Regions from separate parts of the Mus musculus genome. Here region 1 is linked to region 2. Evidence: chromatin contacts called from public promoter capture Hi-C data. All regions are on one chromosome and are shown on one strand. Each heading gives the region's core, a stretch centred on a gene start, on an enhancer-like site or on the middle of the called end of the contact. The rest is flanking DNA. Distances are from core to core; before and after follow the strand shown. Region 1 holds the start of 1700007K13Rik (RIKEN cDNA 1700007K13 gene). Region 2 holds the start of Qsox2 (quiescin Q6 sulfhydryl oxidase 2).

Region 1 (7,112 bases), core at 3,577-6,076, 2.2 Mb before region 2:
ATTAAAATAGTACAATTCTGGAAAAGTTTCCTGATGTAATACAATCCCGGGTATAAGAGGCATAATTACATTGAAACTCAGCTCAAAGTACACCGACCACAAAGATGGGTCCTATAGCTTAAGGGCCTAGGATCTGGTATGGTCTCTGACCAAGATAATGTAGAGGTCAGCAGGTTATAAAATACTTGTGACATCTCCCCTAAGCATGGATTTTATTGGTGGAGAAACTAAGTTAAAAATAAAGGTCTAGGAAGGAAGAGTCCAAGACAAACATTTAGGGGGCATTTGGGTGAGGTCTGGCTCTACAAATAGCAAAGGTCACCAGGTCATTAACAACATCCACGCCCAGTCCTCTGGGTGGGAAACAGGTATGGATTTCCTTCTTTGGGGAGTCAACCCTATGTGATTAACATTCCTGGTTTCCTTGGTGATCTGTGGGCTCAAGGACTTTTGTGCTCCCATCAGTAGGTTCTTTTAAAAAATACTTCAGCCAAACATGGAACAAACTTTTGACACCTTTTTTCACTGTGCGAGCTTCCATATTAAACATAAGAGCTCCAGAGAAGCCCATATCCATAAAACTCAGCCTGATTCAGTTTTATGTTCTTTCCATTACCCCAAACCTTTAAAATCCATTCCCACATATATTCCCCAGACTTCTGCTTGAATGAATTAGCAAACTCATTAAGTTCTTTAGTAGTGCAGCACAATGCATGGACTATACTTCCTATCTTCCCTCTGGGAGCCTGCTTAGCCTGGTTACAGGTCTAGAGGCAACTACTGGGGGTCCTGAGGGACATCAGTGTTGGTTTTGCTTGGAATTTTCTTCAGAGAATGAAGGATTAATTAGCAGACAATGGAGGATTAATTTTAACTGAAAAGCGGAAACTTGGCTAGCTATGTTCAAGTCTTAATGGATGCCAGAGGCCATGTGACTAGGTACTTTACCTGAGTTTGTTCCCAGAAAAGAGACAGATAAGGGTTAGCTCAAGATCATTGGACTTTGGGGTGGCCATATCTAAGGAAATAGGACTGTGGTGCTGATGCTGAGGACAGGGAGTGGGGACACAGACCAGGGTTGGACAAGGACCTTCCTGCTCAGAAGAGGGCTGGCTATCTAGTGTGGGAGAAGGGCTTTCTGTTATGGGGAATGGCTCTTATCAGGCACAGGAGATGTCCCACTGCCCTCGGACCCCTTGGGACTCTGCAGCCGATGCAGGGCCTCCATCTGCCTCCTCTTCTCCTTGGCCCTGTTGATGGTTGTCCGGAAGAGCTTGCAGAAGAGCTGGATAGCTTGGGGCGAGTCGTCGTTGCCAGGGATAGGGTAAGTGATGAGGCATGGGTTGCAGTTGGTGTCCACAATGCCCACTGTGGGGATGTTCATCTTGGCTGCATCCCTCACAGCCACATGGGGTTCAAAGACATTGTTGAGTGTGTGCAGAAAGATGATGAGGTCTGGTAGGCGGACTGAAGGCCCAAAGAGGAGTTGTGCGTTAGTCAGCAAGCCACCCTTGAAGTAGCGGGTGTGGGCGTACTCCCCACAGGCCTGGGCTGTAGTCTCAATTAAGTGAGAGAACTGACGATTCCGGCTCACAAACAGAATGATGCCCTTGCGGTAGGCCACGTGCGCGGTGAAGTTCAAAGCCAGTTGGAGATTCAAGGCTGTCTGATCCAGATCGATGATATCTTGGCCCAGGCGGTTCCCAAAGATGTACGGCTCCATAAACCTGCCAAAAAACCCCCAGGGTAAACGGACCCGTGTGCGTGGAGCTGCCCTGCCCCTTCCACAGCCACCTACCTACCAGCCACCCAGGCTCTTACATTTACCAACTCCCACTACTCCTGCCTAGGGAGTGATGGGCTGGGGACACAGGTGTGGACTTGCGCACAGACAATCAGGTTTGTGGCTCAACCTGTCCCACCTTCTCCCTGTGGAGATTTGAGAACCAACTGCAGATAAACATGAACCCAACCAAGGTGCTCTGCCCAGTTTAACTCTCTAGGGCCACTTCTGTTCTATACAGCAGGTCCTCTCCACCGGGCTCCCCCGCCTGCCATGACCCTCAGTTTTCACCCTGTCTGTGAACCAGCATCAATACTAGCACTGCACTTGGTGTTGCCGCAGACACCCCCACCCTGCCCCCACTTCCAACCCTGACCCAACTCCACCACTCTGCCCACACGGCCTGTGCCAACTACCTATGGCGGCAACCAGCTTTATGTCCCAGGTGTACTCGGGCCTCGAAGAGGCTCTTCACAGAAAACAGCTCCTTGACATTGAAGAAATCCGAATGCTGTAATGGCGTATCTAGGATCCTGCTCTGGAAATCTGAAAAAGAGAGTAAGGGCAGACACTGTGGCCCATCACCAACCAACCAAAGACTCACCAGTCTCCTGGGAGTGGGAAACTCAAAGCTGTGAGGAAACGCCAGGAAAGATCTGGAAGACACAGGGGCATTTTTGCAACACCGAGGGACTAGTGTCAAGGTCTAAAGTGACTGTGTGCGGGGAAAACCTGGCCAAGTCCTCTTCCCTTAATCTCCACAGATGTAAGAGGAAAACGAACCAGGGGCCTCGTTGACTTCGGGTGCCTTAAACGCCCCTCCAGAAGACCAGCAAGATGGACAGATACAAAAGTAAGTCTTCACGGGTTTCGAGAGCTACCAGGCCACAGGGGTTCTATCTCCCTCCCACCACACTTAGATTGGTACTGGGTTCCTTTGGGGACCCTGCAATGACAACCTCTCCACGATTCCGCGCCCCGGCCCAGCTCCACCCGCTGATCTTTACCGTCGCCATCCTGGGGCTCGCTGACTGCGGGGACCGGGGCTCCCGTGACCTTCCTACCATTCTGCTCCGCAGGGCCCGGGATCGCCTTCTGCAGGAAACCTGGCCAGCGCCGCACACCTGCGGGGAAAGAGCCGGTGGGGGCGCGTCCAACCCTCGTCCCTGTCCTCCCCTCTCGGATCCCCGGGTTCCCCCCATCTCCGAGATTCACCGCGCTCACCTGCACACAGCAGCCGGGTCAGCACGGCCGGAGCGGGCGCCATGGCGGGCGCGTGGACAGAGATCCTGCAGAGACTCTTCCTGCCCGGCAGAGCGCCTCCTCCTCTGAGCGCGCGGGGTCGCAGCGCCGCTTGCTGGCCCGGAGGACCCTCTCCGCTGTGCACCGCTCGCTGCGCCCGCATCCTTGTAAATGGGCGAGTTGGCACTGTGACCAGTGGTCTGCACTCAGCTGGGACGTGGGGCTGAGCTAGAATGAGCGACCTCTCACCCACAGCTCGTTCCTCTCGATAAAATTACAGCATCCTCTGGAGGAGGCGACCCTCTTGTTCAAATTGGTTTTTAGAGGTTGTTTTTAGGGTTGCTGTTTTTTTTTGTTGTTGTTTTTGTTTTTGTTTTTGTTTTGTTTTGTTTTGTTTTTCCTGAGACCCGGTTTCTCCGTAGCCTTGAGCCTTGACTGTCATGGTATTCGCTATGTAGACCAGGTTGGCTTGAACTCAGAGAGCAACCCGCCTCTGCCTCTGGAGAGCTGAGATTGAAGGCATGCCCTACCACCGCCCCGTTTATTGTTTGTTTTATAAGTGCATTAAAAAAAACTATTTATTTTATGTATATGAATACACTGTGACTATCTTCAGACACACCAGAAGAGGGCATCAGATCCCATTACAGATGGTCGTGAGCCACCATGTGGTTGCTGGAAATTGAACTCAGGACCTGTGGAAGAGCAGTCAGTGCTCTTAACTGCTGAGTCGTCGCTCCAGCATGCATTTTTTTTATTTTTTAACATTTGTTTTAGTTTTACTTATTTTTTGCCTACATGTATGTATGTGTACCTTGTGAGTGCCTTGTCCCTGTGGAGAGCAGGTGTCTGACCTCCAGGAACTAGAGTTAAAAGTGTTTATGAGTCACCTTGTAGGCTCTGGGAGTTGAATCCAGGTTCCCTACAAGAGCAATGAATGCCCTAAATTGCTGAGCCATCTCTCCATCCCCAAATTACATTAAACTATGACGACAACAACGATGACATTGACAATGATGACGACGACGATGACAGCAACAACAACAACAACAATCTCCCTGACTGGCCAGACATTCATAGAGATCTGACTGCCTCTGTCCCCTGGGTGTTGGAATTATTGGTGCACACCACCACACTGTGCCCTAAGTAATTTTTTATTGTTTGTTTTAAAATTACTATTTATTTTTATTATTGTTGTTAAGACAGGGTTTCACTATATACTCCTGACTGGTCTAGTACTCTCTTTTTAAATCAGGCTGGCCTCGAACTCAGAGATCTGCCTCCTGGCATTGCGCTAGCACGTCATTAATGCTGAACTATGTGCATGGTTCACAAGATCATTTTTTATATTTCACCAATATATGGCCTAGGATTCCCTAAATTTAGCAGCACCTCACATCTAGATTTAGGCTGAGTTGTGGGGGTATTGGGTGATAGAGGCCATGGCCAGGACAGTAAACGACAGACTTGTACTTGCTCAGGCAGAGATTGGAAGCACCTAATTCCTGCCTATTGGCTGGTGAAATCCCAGGTTCTAAGGTTTCATTCGTCCAGGATCTGCCTCCTAGTGCATTTTGGGACGATACAAGGATGTTCCCACAGTCCCAGAAAAAGGTCAGCGGATCTCCCTGAGGAGCAGCGTGTGGAAGCTTGGAATTCCTTGTTTAGAACTTACGGTCTCCTTTGTTATTCGCCCTCGGGAAGATTCTAGACTTGCCTACAGCTAGCTGCTAGCCAAAGCAACCTACAAAAGACCGCCCCACCTCCTGATCAGGTGACTTCATTGCCTAGCAACAGGACGCCTTGCCGCAGCAGGCACAGACTTGATCTGGGCTAGTTTCCTGCGGGAGGCCAAATGTCTGAAGAAAAACCTCAACAGTCCGCGGAGGAGCCGGAGCCGGGGGAGCCCAAGGCTAAGCCCGCCCCAGAGGAGCCGGAGCCGGGGGAGCCCAAGGCTAAGCCTGCCCCAGAGGAGCCGGAGCCGGGGGAGCCCAAGGCTAAGCCTGCCCCAGAGAAGACCAGCGACTACTACCGCATTAGCGAGAAGCTCCCAGTCAGGTTCAACAACCCGGGGTGGTTTCATGGCTACGGGTAAGGAAGACTGAGGTTACCTTCTTCATGCAGCAGGGCGGCCCTAGCTTTGGCCATGTGTTTGAGAACTCTCAAGTGGCTGTGGCTACTGAGGTCAAAAGGAGCCAGTCATGAACCTTTATTTGTGTCATCATTACTGTTAGGGTCCTGCTGTCTGAGCAACCACAGAGTGAACGTGTGTGAATATAGCCTTGTTGCAGGCAGGGGATGTCTCTATTTTTAAAGCTTCCCTGAAAGCTGTACACCTTACAGGGCAGCCTGGTTTTCGGGGAAGTAAGGATGGAAACCTTCTTGACTTGTGTGAAGCTGGTGCAGGCACACTCCCTTTCCACGAGTAAGAAGACAACTTGCTGAGGCCTCGGGTGTGAAGAAGAGCGGCTGGTAGCCTCTATCACAGGCCACAGTCTCACAAACTAGATTTCTTACCTCCTTCCCTCCTGACAGGAGCTTGGCCTCTGTAAGGTTGGGGCTCAAAAGCAGAGGGACTTCCAGGGTCTGGAAGTTGAGACGCTGTCTCCGAGGTAGCTTACATACCTGGCAGTGGTAGTCTGTGCCAAAGTCCCACCAAGACCCCTCCGCCAGCATTTGCTGGCTGGGTGTTCTCTAGGGTTTCCCTTTGGAAAGATCAGGGGCCATGGCCAGCAGAGGAGGCCAGAGAGAAAGGTCTGCTGGGAGAGAGTGCTCTCAGTGGGAGCCCCGTGGACATGGTATTGCCACCGTCAGGGACAATAAAGTTCCATCAATCAAATTCTTCCAGGCTATGACCTGGCTGACTTATTCTGAGTATGTGTGAGAAACAGTGCATCTCTCTCCCACAGGACCAAGGAAGCTGTTTCCATGTACAGGACCAGTAACCAAACCTACGGAAGCAGAGCCCCCACGGTGCATGAGATGCCAGTAAGTGCAAGCCAGGCCTGCCAGGACGAGGGCCATCTGGAAAAGCAGACTTATGAGGAGTCAGAGTTGGGAATCAGCGTCCCACGTTGTAAATGCATGGCACCTCAAATCGAGTTAGGACAAGGCGGGGCAGAGAGATGATAGAATGCAATTTCAAAGCAGAATAGATTGTAGACAGGAAAGTCCAAGTAAACTTGCTTCCACGTTCTCCTCCCCATCAGACAGGCACGCACACCTTTGCCCGGGCACTCGAAGGCCAATTAGTGAAGTCAAGCGTTCATACGAGTGGCAGAACTCCTCGGAAGAGCCTGTCCACGGAAAGAGTCTGTGTTCCAAAATCAGACGCAAGGTGTTTCTGTGGGAAGCAGGAACATGGGAACTGCTGCCCATACCTTCTTAAATACATTCGCCTTGTCTCTGTGTGGGGGTACGCCATGCCACACGTGGTTGGAGGTCAGAGGGCCACGTGTAAGAGCTGGTTCTCCTTTCACCAGGCTTGGTAATAAGTGCCTTTGGTCTCAAGTTAGCCAGGGCTAGTTCTGAATCAGTTCAAAGCTTTGAACTGCCTGCACCTCGAAAGTGCTGGCTTAAAAGATGTGCAGTGCCAGGGCTTTGCAGACGTTAGACGTGGTGATCTGTCCACTGAGCCACACCCCTGGTTTCTGTTCTGCCTTTGTAAAAGGCCACGGAGAAGAAGCTGCTCTTTTCAACAGTGGTGCTTTCACCCAGGTTAGCAGGTCATGGGCCACAAGCCGCGGGTATCAGAGGCAAGCTAGGGGGTAGGTATTCCGTGCTTCTTAGTCCTGTTCTCTGGGGTTGACTTGTCAGCTTTCTGACTCAGTCCACTGCACCCTGTGAGCAACTCTTAGTATTATTCTGTCAGCTACGGCACTGGTGGATATTTATTATTATGGACTGTCAGAATGCATTGACTGTGCAGAGCCAAGAGCGGGCAGGCCCCAGTGCTCAGTGCACAGCTCAGGTATTGGCCATCAGCTCCACCTGCAATACACCATGCAGACAATAGGGGGAGCTGTGTGCATTGGAATGGTATTTGGACACTTTTTTTTTTTTTTTTTTTTTTTTTTCTCAGAGACAG
Region 2 (7,197 bases), core at 4,223-6,722:
AGCATGTCCCCTGTGGCAACCCAGCCCTCAGATATCCACATGTTCTGCAGCAGGACCACGGACCCAGACATGACCCCTTGGCAGCAACCCAGGCCAGGACGACACCGTGGCCCACTCTGCCTGTTCTCACCACTGTCGAGTTTCCAGGTCTGTCTTTCTCTCCCAGCTTCACTTCTCTTCCATCTCCACCACACACACCATCTCACCCATCTCTCCATCACACATTCACCCATAGTAGTGACGCCTGCAGCAGGTGCTTGGCTATCTTTCTTCCCACTAACTTGGCCAGGGCCTCCTTTCACTGTAAGAGTCTTGTGGATTAAACTCAGGTCACCAGGCTTGGCAGCATGCCCCTTTACTCACTAAGCCATCTCAATACCTCCTTTTAGTTTTTATCAACACCTGGAGAGAGAAACTAAGACCGGGAGGGACAGGATTGTGGGGAGCCGCCCTCACATTCGCCATTACAAGATGGCGCTGACATCCTGTGTTCTAAGTAGTAAACAAATAATCTGCGCATGTGCCAGGGTAGTTTTCCACTCCATGTGCTCTGCCTTCCCCGTGACGACAACTCGGCCAATGGGCTGCAGCCAATCAGGGAGCGACACGTCCTAGGCGGAGGATAATTCTCCTTAAAAGGGACGGGGTTTTGCCATTTTTCTCGCTTGCTCCTGAAGAAGTAAGCAATAAAGCTTTTGCCGCAGAAGATTCCGGTTGTCCTGAGCGTGTTCTTTCCGGTGGGGACAAAAGCTCGGGATACAGGATCTCACTAAGACTCCCAGGCTGCCCTTAAGCTCACTCTGGCCCAAGCAACCTTGAACTTTGAGTCTTCCTTTCTTAGTCCTGAGTAGCACAGGGCCGCACTACAGTGCAGTTACCTTACATTTTAACACTCATTTTTCCAGTGTTGGGGTAGAATGTGCCTTCAGCACTGAGTCTCCCACCCTAGCCCATCTAATCGCTTTTTAAAACTTAAAAAAATATATTTAAAAAGTTTGTGTGTGTGCCTGTTTTGCCTGCATGGATATATGTACACTATGGATGTGCCTTGGTGCCTGTAGAGGTCAGAAAAGGGTGTTGAATCCTTGGAACAAACAGCTCTGGGCCACCATGTGGGTGCTGGGAATCAAAGCCTGGTCCCCTGCCAGGGCAGCAAGTGCCCGTCGCTGCTGAGCCATCTCTCCAGCCTCTTCTCGTCGAGTTTTAGTGACATAATTTACATACCATAAAGTTTTCTTTTAAAATGCACATATTAGCTGGGCATAATGATGCCTACCTTTAATCCCAGCACTGGGGAGGCAGAGGTGGGCAGATCTATGTGAGTTCAAGGCCAGCCTGGTTTATAGAGCTAGTTCCAGGACAACCAGAGCTACACAGAGAAACCCTGACTTGGAAAAAAATGTACATATTAGTGATTTTTTAGTATATTCAAGAAAGTGTGCAACTAGTTATTTTTTGAATCAGAGGGCCCCTATGGGTATGGATTCCTGACAGATGAGCATCTTGCTAACCTTGGAGACATGTGAGTCCAGGGCTGATCCATCTAGGTCTTGGCTTCTCCTGCCTATGCTTAGATGCACAGAAGTATGGATCTCCTCTGGCTAGCTTATGGCCCCTGGGAAACCCAAATTTAACAACACAAGGAATGGGAAAACCCCCTGGGGCCAGGTCACCATATTTGTCCCGCCACTGCTGCCTGTTTTGGTGCTGGTTCCCAGGCCACTTATAATTCCTTTGTGCCCCTCTGTGAAGTAGGCTACCTTCCCAACAGCCCCTTGCAGACCCACAGTCTAACTTGCCTCAGGGGCATCCCAGCCTCTTAGCTCCAATGGACCGCTCAGTAAGCTAACACATGGCTCCAGGGATCTGCCAGCTAATAGCCTGCACCAAGTTTCCTGGCCCGCCCAGTGCACAGAAGAGATTTGGCTCAGTCAGGGAAAATGAAGTCTTTTGTGTATATAATCTCAAGACACATTTCTGACCTATGGCTTTCCTATTTCCTGCTCTCTTGTTCTGGAATAAATTAATCTAATTTTTAAAAACTTTTTTTTCCTTTTCTATTCGTTGATAACTCCATTGGATTTGTGGCTGAATGAGAGAAACTATGCATTTTATACACACATATTTGGCATGACAATAAATATCCCCCATTAAAACCTTGCAAAATTGCCTCAAGTTCCACAGCACACCTCCCTTGCCCCCGCCCAGTCTATTTCATGGGGATTGGTGCTGAAATGTGGGCACAGTAGGGCTACACACACAGTATAGCCAGGATTTCCCCCGACCCGCCTTCCCTGGCTACAGAGCAGGTGCAGCATGCGTTAGCCTTGGCACAGTGTCCTTGAAGGGAAGCTGGCGATGGGAAACTAATGAGAATCAGGCCAGGCTGTCTGAAGATGGGCTGCAGCTGCAGGAGCCAAGTTGTAAAATTGCTCTTGTGGGCGGAGAGAAAGTGTATCTGCAGAAAGTGCTGGACACGTTTTATTTGCCCATGTGTTCGAGCAGGGTGCTTTGGCATTCAAACACATTGATCGTAGTAAGGCTTCAGTCCCAGGTCCCTCCCTCCAAGGTCTCAGGCTGTACCTGCCCTGGTTCTGATTCCTCATAACTACTTGGACCAATAAATCTTGACATGAGCCTCGGGAGAAGTTATTATTTTTCATAGAAAATAGTTATTTCTCAGTTAAAGCACACTTTTGATTTTCCTGTGATCTGTCTCTGTCAGTGCTTTGCAAACCAGTCTCTTTAGACCATGCTTTCAGCTTTCCACATGCCAAACTGTCACATGAATTTCCCAAGTCCCTGGGGCCCCATGCTCTCCTGCTCTACCATGACAGCCACTCTCATAAAACATATACAAAGGCCACTGGGGCTCTTACAAATGGTTGGGAACCATAAACTCCCTGGAAAGTGTATTCTCATCTTGCCTGCTGTCTGAGCCCTGCCCCAGGACTGGCTGCATGGGCTGGGACTACAGTGGACTTGTCATCAGTGAGACATAGTTCAGCAGTAGACATAGCTCATGTAGTCCCCAGCAACCTGCAGAGTCTCCTCAACTTTCAAAGATCCCCATCCAGGTAACACCAGATCCTTGACTTTGCCACAGATAAGAATTTCAGGATGGGCCAGATGGTAGTGAAGTCAGAGTTCATTAGGAAGAAAGCAACAAAAACTTCAGCATAGTAGTTAATAGAGAGATGCTTAGGGAAAAAATAAGGCACACCCAATCCTGGGTGTTGACTTCTCAAAGGAGAGTCATATCTAAGTGGCTTTGAAATAGCCATGTATAGGATTTCAGAGGCTATCAGAGTTTTTTGCTCAACAGATATCTAAGGGACTCTCCCTTCCTCTTCCTCTTTTCCCCTTTCCAATAAGTGAGATTATAGGATGGTTCTGAAGCCATCTGGATGGAATTACAATCTGGTAAAATAAAACCTTGGGCCACAAGGAGTTTAAGGAACTACTTTTCCTGTAAATGAGTTCCTTGTGAAATTCCTAGAAACCTGCAGGTTTAGATCGAAAAGACACAAACATGGCTTGCTGCTACTTTAACATCCTTATTTTAAAATGTTGTCTCTGTGTCAGCAAATGTTAACTGCATTGGAATTCTTGACTATCAGCTAGAGACAAGCGTCAGCCAATCTCCAGACTCTCTCATATCCCCTGAAGTTTCCTTATCCATCCTGCCTCAGACTTTCTTGCCTTCTGTGTAGAGTTGGGACCTGAAGATCAAGCTCTCCCATCCCAGGCTGGCCTTGTCCAGATCCTTTCCACATACAAACTGAGGGTCAAGAAGCCAGTCCTGCTGGGCATGGTGGCACACGCCTTTAATCCCAGCACTCAGGAGGCAGAGGCAGGCGGATTTCTGAGTTCGAGGCCAGCCTGGTCTACAGAGTGAGTTCCAGGACAGCCAGGGTTACACAGAGAAACTCTGTCTCAAAATTTAAACAACGACGACGACGACGACGACAAAGAAGAAGAAGAAGAAGAAGAAGAAGAAGAAGAAGAAGAAGAAGAAGAAGAAGAAGAAGAAGAAGCCAGTCCTACTCTCATGACTGCCTCCCCCCACCCTACCCCCAGGCAGTTTCCCTACCAGTCTCTCTGGTCCCTTGTCCTGCTTATTCATCCTCTGGTGACCATTAAAAATCAAATAGCTTCTCTGTATTTGTCTCCCAACCATGTCTCCCTGTTGCAGGATATTTGATCACAATGTAAACCCCAAGACTGTGTTATTTACTGAGAATAAAACCGGTTTCTAGTTGTGGTGTGGCTCAGCCCTTAGCACACACCTTTAATCCATGAGCTTTCTGTTTATTGTAAACAGTATAGATTAGATATAGATATAGATATAGATATAGATATAGATATAGATATAGATAGGCTTTTCAAGACAGGGTTTCTCTGTATAGCCCTGGATGTCCTGGAACTCACTCTGTAGACCAGGCTGGCCTCGAACTCAGAAATCTGCCTGCCTCTGCCTCCCAAGTGGTGGGATTAAAGGTATGCGCCACCACGCCTGGTTTATTGTAAACAATATTAAATAGGTCAAGAGGAAGAACAAGAGACCAGTTGACAGGGAGTGAAGTAGGAAAAACCGTACAGTGAGAGATCAGGTAGACAAACAGGAAGTAGAAGAGATTACATATTCTCTCTAGTGTTTGGAGAAAGCAGAACATTAGCATAGGAAAGTAGACTGAGTGATTGGAGAAGCCAGACATGGTGGTGCACATGTGTAATCCCAGTCCAGGGAGGCAGGAGGACAGATTCAGGCACATAGTGAACTCCATGCCAGCCTTAGAACCCTGTCTAAAAAAGAAGAGTCAGGTCTACCTCTCCTTTCTACCATCTTAGCAGGAAGCCAGCCAACTTTACCAGGTGGTTCTACTGTATCATGTGGGTTATAAAAAGGTCAAGGGATCATCGTGGATGTTTGAAGTTGACAGGTAAAATCATAGGTTGCATGTAAAATCTAGGATTCATGCTACATAAGAAATACAGGCATATAGCAAATATTTTTTCGATCTGTTTTTGTCCTATTAAATCTGCATTTCAGACTGAAAATCTTGGCCTGGTGTTTACTCAACATTCAACATGGCACGGGCTATTTCCCCTTGCTAAATCTGGCTACTTAGGCCCAGGACTTTCACTAGGTGAAAATTGCTTGCGGGTTTTAAGATTTTTAAGAGTTTTTTTTAATTGGGATAGGGCCAATGACCAGAGGCAGGGGCGGGGCCAGGAGCACAGGGGCGGAGCAGACTTAAGGAATGAGGCGGGGCCTACATTCTGGGGCGGGAACAATGTTCGGGGGCGGAGCAAAAAAGCGAGCTGTGCGGGACCTGGAATGACCAGTGCTGGGGAGGGGGGTCAAATTACGAGGGCGGGGCGAGAACGAAGAGTAGTGCCTGGGAAGATTAGCGGATTCGGGGGCGGGGCTAGTGCCTAGGGCGGGACCGGCGCGCGCAAGCACGTGACGCCGGTTGCCAGGGTGAAAGGTCAACGCGCCGGCGGCACTCCCAACATGGCTGCCGCCCGGGCTGTGGCGCGGGATCCAGGAGCTTATGCGCGGCAGCCACCGTCTCTTCGAGCCGCGCGGCTGCCGCGGCTGCTCTTCCTGCTGGCGGTGGTGGCGGCAGTGGGGCCCCGGGAGGGCGGCGGGGCGCGGCTCTACCGCGAGGGCTCAGACGCCGTGTGGTTGCTGGACAGCGGCAGCGTGCGGTCGGCCACGGGCAACAGCTCAGCCGCGTGGCTGGTGCAGTTCCACTCGTCGTGGTGCGGCCACTGCATCGGCTACGCACCCACCTGGCGAGCGCTGGCGGCGGACGTGCGAGGTGAGGGCCCCGCGCGCCGGTGGACGTTCCTCCGACGCAACAGCTACGTGGGCGAAGCCCCACAGATGGGGCCGATGGCTTTCCTGAGGTCGCCAGCTCAGAACACCGACTTCAACATGTCCCCAACCACTTATCCTAGCCACTACCCGATCAGTTTGACTTTCCCCATACCCAGCAATTGCATTTCAGAGGCTACCCTCTCCACTCAGGAAGGTCCCCATTCCTGTCAAACCTCAGCCTCGTTTGCTAGGTAGCCGACCATATGGTGGGCATTGGGCTGAGAAACTTAGATACCCACTCTGGGGACTGCTCTGCAACAGCAGAAAGTTTACAAAGCGTCTTCTTGCTGGGCTTCTGGGTCACTAGCCATAGCTTTCAGGAAATCTTCCCATATATGTTTAGTTACTCACCTTTGTAGAACTCAGACCCCTTGGAGCAGCTCCTGTAAATGGAATTTAAGTGGCCTTCCCAGCACTGGCTTACATTTGGCTTCACTGGCTTACAACTGTTGAACTAACCTCTAATTACAGATCTCTCAGGGCAAGACAACAAATTGTTACTCTTTTTCCTGCACCTTTGGTTTTAGGTCTGATGTTGAACACTGCTGTGTTCTTCTTAAACAGATTTGCAAAGAAGCCCTTTTTCCAAGTACGCAATTGCAGATGACTATTTTAAAATGTTTACCCTCTCTTTCCTCATTGTTGGGGCACTTTGACTTATATTTTTTTATTTTTTTGAGACAGTTTCATGACGTTGTCCAGGCTGGCCTTGAATCCATTGACCTCTGCTTTGGTCCTTATGTAGAATCTAATGACATTGTTCTCTTGGGTCGTAAGTTTTCTTTTTCTTTCTTCTTAATACTTAATTTGTTTTGAATTACATGGGCGTGGGTGTGTGCAGGTGAGTGCAGTTTCCCTTGGAAGGCAGAGGTTTTGGATTCCCTGCAGCTGGAATCAGAGGTGGAGGGAGCTGGGAATGACACTCCAGACTGAAAGAGCAGTGTGTGGGGTTTTCTTTGTTTGCCTCTTTATTTATAGTTTTTCAAGCCAGGGATTCTCTGTGTAGTCTTGGCTGTCCTAGAACTCACTCTATAGACCAGGTTGGCCTTGAACTCAGAAAGATCCGCTTGCTTCTGCCTTCTGAGGGCTGGTATTAAAGGCGAGCACCCACAACACCCTGATGCAGTCTGTGCTTTTAAACTTTGAGCCATCTCAGTTTCCTTAAGTCCTTGACAAGCACTAGCCAAAAGTGAGACAAGACAGTGAAAAGACAGTTTATACACTGGTTTTTTGTGGGGGTTTTATTTTTATTTTTTGCCACTCAATAGAGGAGAGGATTTTCCATTTCTTAATGCTTGTTGGTGGACCTG

What was found. Capture Hi-C pulls out chosen DNA fragments and counts their contacts.
Region 1: a promoter capture Hi-C map of liver shows a contact between it and region 2, with 2.7 times the contacts expected there. The contact joins the promoter of 1700007K13Rik here to the promoter of Qsox2 in region 2. A contact is called at or near these places in 1 of 39 promoter capture datasets (liver) and 1 of 9 other capture datasets (liver).

Annotation. Positions count from the first base shown.
Region 1 is chr2:28,464,038-28,471,149 of GRCm38.p6, reverse strand. It overlaps 1700007K13Rik (RIKEN cDNA 1700007K13 gene), which reads left to right and starts at 4,826. Exons shown (of 3, transcript NM_027040.1): 1 at 4,826-5,116; 2 at 5,935-6,013. The coding sequence starts at 4,881. Mrps2 (mitochondrial ribosomal protein S2) reads right to left here and starts at 3,084. Exons shown (of 4, transcript NM_080452.3): 1 at 3,008-3,084; 2 at 2,791-2,907; 3 at 2,200-2,329; 4 at 1-1,727. The coding sequence starts at 3,050. The coding sequence ends at 1,142.
Region 2 is chr2:26,235,674-26,242,870 of GRCm38.p6, reverse strand. Qsox2 (quiescin Q6 sulfhydryl oxidase 2) reads left to right here and starts at 5,472. Exons shown (of 12, transcript NM_001302956.1): 1 at 5,472-5,828. The coding sequence starts at 5,519.